3 separate regions of the Sus scrofa genome follow, and regions 2 and 3 are each linked to region 1. A link is a contact called in public Hi-C data. All regions are on one chromosome and are shown on one strand. The core of a region is the stretch at or near the end of the contact, and the rest is flanking DNA. Distances in the headings are between cores, read along the strand shown.

Region 1 (3,082 bases), core at 417-2,916:
TGGAAACTAAGAAGGCTGCTGGGTTTGCTGAGGCCACACAGCTGGAAAGAACAGAAAGTAAGAGGTGGCTTAAAGTCAGTGTCTGTCCTCAGGGCCATCCATGCCATCTCAAAGGGACGTTTTTCAGCGTCCCCGACATTATTTAGATGCAGCTGTTAAAGCACATGAAACTCAAGGGCAATGTCTATTAGAAAACCCCTGTGTGTATACGAAAAAGAATTTGCTGGCAAGTGTAAGTGATGAATTTCCAATTGCTGACCTATGGCATCCATCACGAGTAGAGAAATGTCTACGAAATCCTTCATGTAAAGTCGAACATCTGTCGAACTGGCCTCCTTTTTCTGCAGCACGTAGGGCTTTAGCCCCCATGGATGTTGGCACAGGGCGATCAGCTTGCCAGGAGAGTGAGGCTTGCACCCGTGCCCTGGAACATCTCTGAAATTCCTGTCTCCGTGTGTAATGTTTGGACCGTCTCTGAGCACCATCAGCCGGCCTGTACTACATCCTTGACACGTCTGCAGACACTCTGAGGGAGGTGGGGTTGAGAGAAAGAAGTAAAGCCCAGAAACAATTGAGCCCTAATAGTTCCAGCTCTACACAAGTGCTATTTTGGTATCTGGCCTTGTACCTGACAAATGAATGGGAATTCTGAGTGGAAACATAGATGTCCATTAGTAGGAGAAATCAAGGAAGGGGCGGGCCCCTCGTAACACCCTCTTCATTCTCAGCTGCTCTTTCATCTGACCTTGTTCCCTCAGAGGACAGGGAACACGCCAAGGTCTTCTTCCAATGTCTACACCCAACTGCCACTTTCGTTTAGCTGTCCTTAAAACGTCCTATGAGAAAACAGAAGCCATATCATGAGAGCACACCCGCTAAAGCCTACAAAATACACCCGTGTACTGTGGTTTATGTACATGCTTCTCACAGCAAAACCAGGGACGTCAGCAGGGCCGATATCACTGTGCGCATCTTACAGATGAGGAAACTGAGGCAGCAGGAGCTCAGGCAATTAGCCAAGGTCACGGAATCGGAAAAAGCAAAACTCAAATCTAGGATCCCATTCATCTGAATCCAAGTCCACAGCTCTTTTATCTCACCATGTATTTTTTTTTAAATCACAGCCATCCGTGCTAGAAAAAAAAATACATAGAAAACATCTGGGAAAGTACCAGGACAGGGCGCTAAAGTGAGGACGCGCATTCCCCCTGGAGACCCCCCAGGTGGCAGCCCTATACATGGGTGTCTTCACCTGAGTCGCCGGGCCTGCCCACCTGCCCCCGCCTGTGGTTCCCCTGCCCTCTGCTCTGGCGGCCACTCTGCTCCACAGGCCCGCCGGTGTCAGGAGCACCCCCCGCCCCCCTCCCCGGAGCTGCAGCTGGGGTCCCCGCCTTGTCCTAGAGGGCCACTGGCCACATCCTGCCTGCCCTGAGCCCCGCCAAGACCGAAAGGCACAGTCCAGATGATATTCGTCATCTTCGGGCTCCTCACACGAGAAGGTAAATATCCTCTTCCCCAGTTTACGAAAGAGCAAACTGAGGCTGAGAGATAGGAATCCTGATTGAGCCCAAGGTCACGTGGCCAGTTCGCAGCAGAGCCGGGAACCGCACGCCCACAATGGCCGCCCTTTGCTTATCTCCTGTGAGCACCCGCGCTCGCGCAGGCCCAGTGCAGCTTAGCAGGGACCCCGAGGCACTGCCCAGGCGTGGGGAACCGGCCTGGGAAAGGGGCCCAGCTTTCCTGGCTTCCAGTCTGGGACTCGAGCCATGGGACCACGCCACTGTCCCTCGGTAAATCAATCTGGAATTGGACGCTGAGTCCCATTAGAATGAGGCAGTCAGGTGTGAGGGTATTTTCCAGATGACAATTAGGGAAAAGAGAAAAAAAAAAAAAATGGAGTTCAGGTTAACGCAGAGATCTATGGCCCAAAATACCAAAAGGGAAAGTACGGTAATTCACAGAGGGCTTAAAAAGAAAACAAAGGAGGGAAAATTGAAACAAAAGCTATCTCATTGACGATCTGCCATTTCCTTTTTTCCAGTTGCTTTTTTTTTTTCCGTCTTGGGAAACTGGCATCTGTCTCTCCCCTCACCAAACACATAACATGTAAAGACAAGGGCTTGAATAGCTGGTCTAATGAGGCATTAATAGAATGTGACTGCAGAGCCCAGGTATCCAGGTCCCCTGAAGGACACCAGGCCTCTGTCCCCTGAAGGACACCAGGCCTCTGTCCATAGCCAAGCAAAGTGTTCCACCTGCTTGGGAAGCTATTTATTGACACTCAGAGGTTTAGACAAGGCCATGGGTTTTTAAATAGGCCACTTTCCTGAATTTTATTGCTTGGTTCCATAGTGTTTAGCTGAAAATAATTAACTTTTCACAGTGTTACTTATACTGAGCTTCCGTTTAGCAAGAGCAAGTTTTTAAAAGAGAGCTGAGAGCTTAGCAGAAAAACAAACAAATATGTAAAGAATCCAAAAAAAAAAGGAAAATCCACCACTGGGCTGGTCACCTTTTAGTTTTTTTAATTTGAAAGAATTACTAAATGTTCTCGAAGTTGCTAAACCAAGTAAGTTTACTACTTAAAAGCCTTGTGATAATGGCATGGCTCCACTGTGTCACCAAATGAACACAGATGGTTCATGGCTTCCTTCCTAATGGCTGGAGCTAAAGGGGGCACACCTTTGCAGGCTGCTCTGGCTGGTTCATTTCATCTAATTTTACTCTGCTGGTTGGGGGTATGGGAGTGGCAGGATTTCTAGGAACAGCCTCCAAGATTCCACACCCAAATGCCCAGAACCTGAGAATGTGTTGAATGATCACATCATGTTATATTACATGGCACCTTGACCTCAAGAGGGGGAGATAATCCAGGCTGGTCTAACCTAGTCACATGGGCCTATGAAAGCAATGAATTTTCTCCAACTGGTGACAAAAGATGATGATAGGAAAAGGCAGAGGGATTAAAGCATGGGGAAGAATGTACCACTGCTGCCTCCAAGATGAAGAAGATGACCAGCAAAGGAAGGTGGGCAGCCCCAGAGGGAGAGAAAGGCCTGGGTTGATGGCTGACAAGGAAATG
Region 2 (3,078 bases), core at 538-3,037, 84 kb before region 1:
TTGCTCAGTGGCTTAAGGATCTGGTGTTGCCACAAGCCGTGGCATAGGTCACAGATGTGGCTTGAATCTGGTGTCACAGATGTGGCTTGAATCTGGTATTGCTGAATTTCAATTAGACTCCAACCCAGGGAACTTCTATATGTCACAGATGCGGCTGTAAAAAGAAAAAAAAATTACTGTCATCCCCTACTGCAATCACGTAAAGTCTGTGTTTAAATGTCAATAAACAGAAAGTTTGGAAATGGATTTTAAATAAAACTATTTTAATTTAAAAATATTCTCAAAACTATTGACTGCAAGAAAATGTATCAAATGGTAATAGTGGTTCCCTATAGGCATTTCTCTTTCTTTTTGCCTGTTCATTTTTCCTGTGTTTTAGTTCACGAGCTTGATTATTTGAAAACCTTTTTCAACCTAAAAGAGTGCATTTACAGTAGAGGCATCTCTGCTATACTTGGACTTACTCCACATAAGTGGTTCATCCATCCAGGTAGTCACCCTGCACATTCTGATTTTGGGTCCAAGCTCATGGCCTAGCACTGCTCTGTTAAGAAAAACACCTATGTGAAGAAACAGTGGGGTACAGCTGCTGGCTTTTCTCAAACCCATTCCCTTCTTTCCTGGCACAAATCAGGATGTCTTCCCTGCATGCGCCATAGGTAGGTGTGTACCTGTGACCAAATTTTAGACAATGGATCTAAGCAGAAGTGGCAGGTATCATTTCCAAAAGGGCCCATGGCAGCCTTTCCACCTGCAGTGCTGCAGGCTTTTCTTACTCCTGCGGGCTTGATGGAAATGCGCTTGGTGATCCCAGAGGCCTCTGGTGCATGAGGAGCCCCAACTTGACAGACATGCCTGCCCATCATCAGTGCACACTGCTCAGAAACTCTCATTTTCTTTCTTTCTTTTTTTTTTTTTTTTTTTTTTTTTTTTTTTTGTCATACCATGGCACACAGACGTTTCCAGGCCAAGGATCAAACCCATGCCACAGCAATGGCAACACCAGATCCTTAACCCGCTGAGCCACCAGGGAACTCCCAGAAACACTCATTTTCAATGTGAGGCAAGCAAGACAGTCAGTTCTAATTATATGAAGCTACCGAGATAGGAGTGTTTGCAAAAAAAGAAAAAGAAAAGAAAAGAAAAAAAAAACCTCTCAACTAAAGGAAAGGGACAGAGATGAGGAATGACAACAAATTCAGTTGGAAAGTACAATAAAAGTCAACTTTGAATAATTGGATCTCTACAGCTATTCCACATCAGTGGTGTTTATATAAGAGTAGTTTCCTCCGAAGTCTTTAGCAACTCATGAATCACGGTGCTTATCCTCACCCAGAGACAGCTCCGGGGACAAGGGAAAGGAGCCTGTGATGGGAGGGAACCCCCACGGGCCCCATGTTCATGTTTCAACCTTTATCCTCGCCCTGGGAAGAAGCAGAATATCATCTCCAGGTGTCCTCCACTATCTTTTCTTCACCCCCACACTCAGCTATTACCAGCACCCCCACCATTCTTAGACACACCCTGCATTTACTATGTGACAACTGAGCAGGTTATTCTGTGTGACTGGCGGAGACATAGCCGCAGGGCTGTCAGAAGACCTGGGCCCCAGGCCCCATGGAGAAACAACCTGGAAGCCGGAATCGAGCCCCTGAATCTCCCTCTGACTGTTTTTCATCCGCAGAACAGACGTCAAGAAGATTATGGGCCACTTACCTCACGGGGCTGTTGTGAAGGGCAGAGTGAGATCATAGGCTTAAATAAGATGCAAGGTATTGTATTTATTTCTAGAACTGGCAGAAATACAAAACTAACTGACTTCCTAGCCTCGAGGAAGTTGCCTGAATAGTGTTTCATATGGACTTTTAGCCCAAGGATTTTGAAGATCCCTCAAACATTTCCTTGCTTTCCCTAAACAAGCCAGCTATGGTCCATCTCTTTGGCCAATGAGAGGTTGCTGTAAATCTACAAATCAGGACCTTGCTTTCAACAGCTACCAATTCCCACACTCATCTGGATACGCTGCATTAGAATGCTCAATAGTTACTACGTTACTAAGTCTCCTACAAAATATTTCCTATTCTTATGTAATGGTAGGAACCCTCATGCTCTTCTCAGAGTCAGTCTCCAATGTTAGAAGGGCTCATCTCTCTTCCTGGGTCACCTTGTTGTTCTTATACATCATTCTTCTCTATCATGTTCTTTGCCTCCACTTTAACACAATGTCCCCAAGTCCTAAAAATGCTCAGCTCACCCACGTCACCGAGAGGCCAGATTTGCAAGGATGCTTGCAGGGGAATACAGGAAGTTCAAATTTGGCTGTGCTATTAAGTGCATTCAGAGGAACACCAGTTCATGGTCACATTCAGTACAGCTGCTTGATGTATTAACTCACATTCAGGAGTCCAAAATTTCATGTGTGGCCGCTTCCTGTTTCCAGTTTTGAAGGAACTTGTCAGGTTTCTCTGCAACTGCACCACAGCTTGAGGTGGTGAAGGTGGCTGGAGAAACGCTCTCCGTTGTTTGAAGGTTGGAACAGGACATTTCTTCACCCTGAGCTTCTGCGAGGCTCTGACAAGCAGACAAGACAGATGAGCCTGGCATGTGGAACAGTTCTCCTCTGTGGGGTTAAGTCCCTTGCAGGGAGAGCAGGACTCTGAACTTGAGGTTGATTCACATGGGCCTATCTTAGCAAAAATTTTTCTCAACAGTCGAGACCTAGAGCTACATGCTGCTGTCTGAGTGTGGGGAGAGGATTTAGAAACGACATTGTGTGGTGCCTACAAGTGGTGCTATTCCATGCTGATTAAGAGTCCAGCCTTTTGCCAAGCCTGTGCCCCTTCAGCTGCCACCATCCAGACTTTATCTGTCCTCAGGGACAGTCCCCAGAGCCCCTGACCCCTGAGGCTCACCACAGTCATTCCCACCCACCCCATCTCTCCTTTTTCAGGGACACCCCAGCAGCTGCAGTCACTTGATATGAGTTTAAGGAGGATGACAGGTTATTAAAGAAAAGACGTGGAGTTCCCATCATGGCTCAGTGGTTAACAACTGGGAACCATGAAGTTGAGGGTTAGA
Region 3 (3,028 bases), core at 505-3,004, 84 kb after region 1:
TAGGTCGCAGATGCGGCTCAGATCCTGAGTTGCTGTGGCTGTGGTATGGGCCGGCAGCTGCAGCTCCGATTCGACTCCTAGCCTGGGAACTTCCATATGCCATGGGTGCAACCCTAAAAATTAAAAAAAAATTTTTAAGGGGGGGGCGGTTTCAGGAGCCTGGATGAGCATCCTCGTCTGGCCATCTCTACTAGAAAAACTGCACCTGGTCCAACAACCAAGCCACATTTACAAGAAAGCAGTATGAAGTGCTAAGAATCATAATGAATGAAAAATTGTTGCTATCAGGGAAATAAAAGTAATTAAATATGGTAATTTTGACACAATAGCTTTATATCTCTAAATCCACTCCCACCCCCTGCATTAAGAAAGAAAGTAAGGATTGGTGCCTTGGGATGAAAAAAATGCCATGCAAATAAAGCACATTGCTATTAATGTCCAAAGTCCTATTTAAAACAGTGCTATTCTTCAGCTTCAAAGTGGTCAGCAGGCATCTCCCACTTAGGCTACTCCTAAGGACCAGATGGTAGAAATTACTTTTCCCCTTTAGTAGGAGGAGGAAAACAGAGGCTTTACAAAACCTTGGCAGCCTGCTACAGTCACACATAGAGCTGGGGCTAGCACCGGGCTGCCTGACTGTTTCCATCTAGCTGCTAATCTGAGAAGCCCCGAGAAAAAACTTCAGCCCACATTCAGGCTTCACCATGAATCAAGTGACTAAACCTAACGAGAGCTTTAAATTAGAAGTATGTGTGTTTAAGAGGATAAACATACAATTCTAGAGCATGTGCACCAGCTCTGGAGAAGCCATGCCATGCTAAAAACTACCCAAAGGGGCAGTACAGCACGGAAATTATCATTTAGACATTGTCAGATAATGACTTGGAACTGTTTACCCCAAAGACTCCAACAGGACATTGAAATCAACACCTGATATTTGTTCAAACTTTTCTTAAAATCTGAGGCCAGTAAAACAATCTCTTCATGCTCTGGCTCACAGTCTCTGCTATCCTACCAAGACAGGTAGCTGAATTATGAATGATCACATATGTCAACACCTGTCTTGGGAGATGCTTTTTAAAATTATTGAAATTTCAGAGACAATTAACAGATAGGTCGAAACACAGAGCTAAGAGATTGTATTTAATTCATATCCATTAGATCTTCATATTGCTAGTAACTCTTTTGGCAGACACCCATGAAATGCATAATAAATTACTTTTGTTCCAGTAAAGGAATTCATTTTCTTCGAAGATTCATTTAGCAATAACATTTCAGAGCATTCTAAGCCAGATTTCTTAAAATTTGGCCACGTCTTCCCGTAACGTTATTTCATGTTTTGTGACAATTTTGTATATTCTTATAGAAGCAGGGGAGGGTTTGCAAAGTATCTGTAATCCACAAAGCAAGGTTGTATTCTTAAATGTAGCCTTCTAACCTGAGGTCATATGAAAAGATGAGTAACACTCTGCTTACACTTAAATTACCTAGAATTCTGGCTTTTAGATTGTGATAATGAGTCACTTATTAAACAAACCACAGTCCTGTGATAAATTGGGTGGCCACATTTATTATAAACTATTTACAGAGCAATACAGTTTTACTGTTTCCCAGTATACATACAGTCATTGGATATTAATGTAGCAAATGTATTTCTAGCTACTCACCATTCCCCATGACATACACACGCGCTCCATTCCCCATGACATACACACGCGCGCGCGTGCACACACACACACACATGCACGCGCACAAGGAAAAAAAGACTGAAGTCTAGAAAAGGCCTTCAGAGCAAAGTGAAAGTATGCAAACTCTACACGCTTCAACATTCCCTGCCAGGGTGACGTGTGACTTTCGTGGCGAAGGCCAAAGTGGTCAGACAAGGAACGTGAGTGAGTTATTAGAAGGGGCTGTGAAAGAAGAAAGGGAGCCTGGCACGTAAGGAGCATGAAGATAAAATGCCAACAAAATATTTATGTTCATGGCCTGCAGCAAGTGGCAAGTGGGATATTAATAACTGTGATGATTGGCTGACTCCCTGGGAGCGGTGGGAGACGTCGGTTCCAGCCCGGGCTTCAACGCGGACTTGGTTTGTGACCTTCTGGAGTCATTCTGGATCCTGGTTTATAAATGAGGCGATAATAATACCTAAATGCAACGCTCACAGACCCTCGTGGGAGATTAATGCCTTTCTGCTTTTTTAATTTAGTAAAAGATATCTTGGACTATAAACTCTGGGGAGAAAATGGACACTTTCCTCTTAAGAAATGCATTTTTAATGATTTTGTAAAAAAAAATCAAAGGCAAGTTGGACATTTCTGAAAGTTCCAACTAACTAGCACTTAGTGTGTATGGGTTTAAATAACACCATCAGGAGGATTTTAGTACCACAATCTGTATTTCATATTTTAAGGGAGAATTTTTTTTTTTTTTTTTTCATTTTTTGGCTGCACCAAAGTTCCCAGGCCAGGGATCGAACCTGCGTCAGTCACAGCAACAACCCAAGCCACTGCAGTGACAATGCCAGGTCCTTAACCTGCTAAGCCACACAAAAACTCTCATTTTAAAGGAGACTTTTTATCTTCACATTAACAGTAAGCTTTACTACCTATTATCTTTTCTATTATCCAACTAGCAAAGCCCTAGAACTATAAAGTATTATATCAGTAAGTATAACGTTTAAGAAGAAAATTCATATATACAATGCTCCTTACATGTTTGGTTATAAGCAAATCACTTTTCAGATGTTATTTTCATGGCTATATTTGATACTGAAATAGCTAACCAAAATTAGATTTCTTTGAGGAAATGTTATTTCTTCTCTCTAAAGACTTCAACATCACATATTCTATCATATAGTAATCCAGTGTGCCTTAGTAATAAAAACATTGGCTCTGACTCTGCCAGACCTGGGTCCAAATCCAGCCTCTAAATCTGGTACATAGCCTTGGGCCTATTCTTACTGAGTCTCACTCCCCCAAATGGAAAAAGGAAATAAAAACACCTCATTTGTAGAGTGATAATCGGG

What was found. Hi-C and Micro-C count contacts between places; a contact is called where the count stands out from the background.
Region 2: a contact with region 1 is called in a Hi-C map of fetal heart ventricle, with 3 times the contacts expected there. The contact joins two enhancer-like sites. A contact is called at or near these places in 3 of 47 Hi-C or Micro-C datasets (fetal heart ventricle, heart right ventricle and skeletal muscle).
Region 3: a contact with region 1 is called in a Hi-C map of heart right ventricle, with 4 times the contacts expected there. The contact joins two enhancer-like sites. A contact is called at or near these places in 2 of 47 Hi-C or Micro-C datasets (fetal heart ventricle and heart right ventricle).

The regions. Positions count from the first base shown.
Region 1 is chr6:107,385,430-107,388,511 of Sscrofa11.1, reverse strand. No RefSeq gene overlaps it. Among named protein-coding and RNA genes, the nearest start is that of GATA6, 100 kb to the right of the region's middle. Within about 2 kb of position 1,666, at least 7 of the 83 cell types and tissues checked have an H3K27ac peak or open chromatin away from gene starts, as enhancers often do.
Region 2 is chr6:107,469,355-107,472,432 of Sscrofa11.1, reverse strand. No RefSeq gene overlaps it. Among named protein-coding and RNA genes, the nearest start is that of GATA6, 190 kb to the right of the region's middle. Within about 2 kb of position 1,787, at least 5 of the 83 cell types and tissues checked have an H3K27ac peak or open chromatin away from gene starts, as enhancers often do.
Region 3 is chr6:107,301,682-107,304,709 of Sscrofa11.1, reverse strand. All of the region lies in intron 5 of GATA6 (GATA binding protein 6), which reads right to left. Among named protein-coding and RNA genes, the nearest start is that of GATA6, 19 kb to the right of the region's middle. Within about 2 kb of position 1,754, at least 19 of the 83 cell types and tissues checked have an H3K27ac peak or open chromatin away from gene starts, as enhancers often do.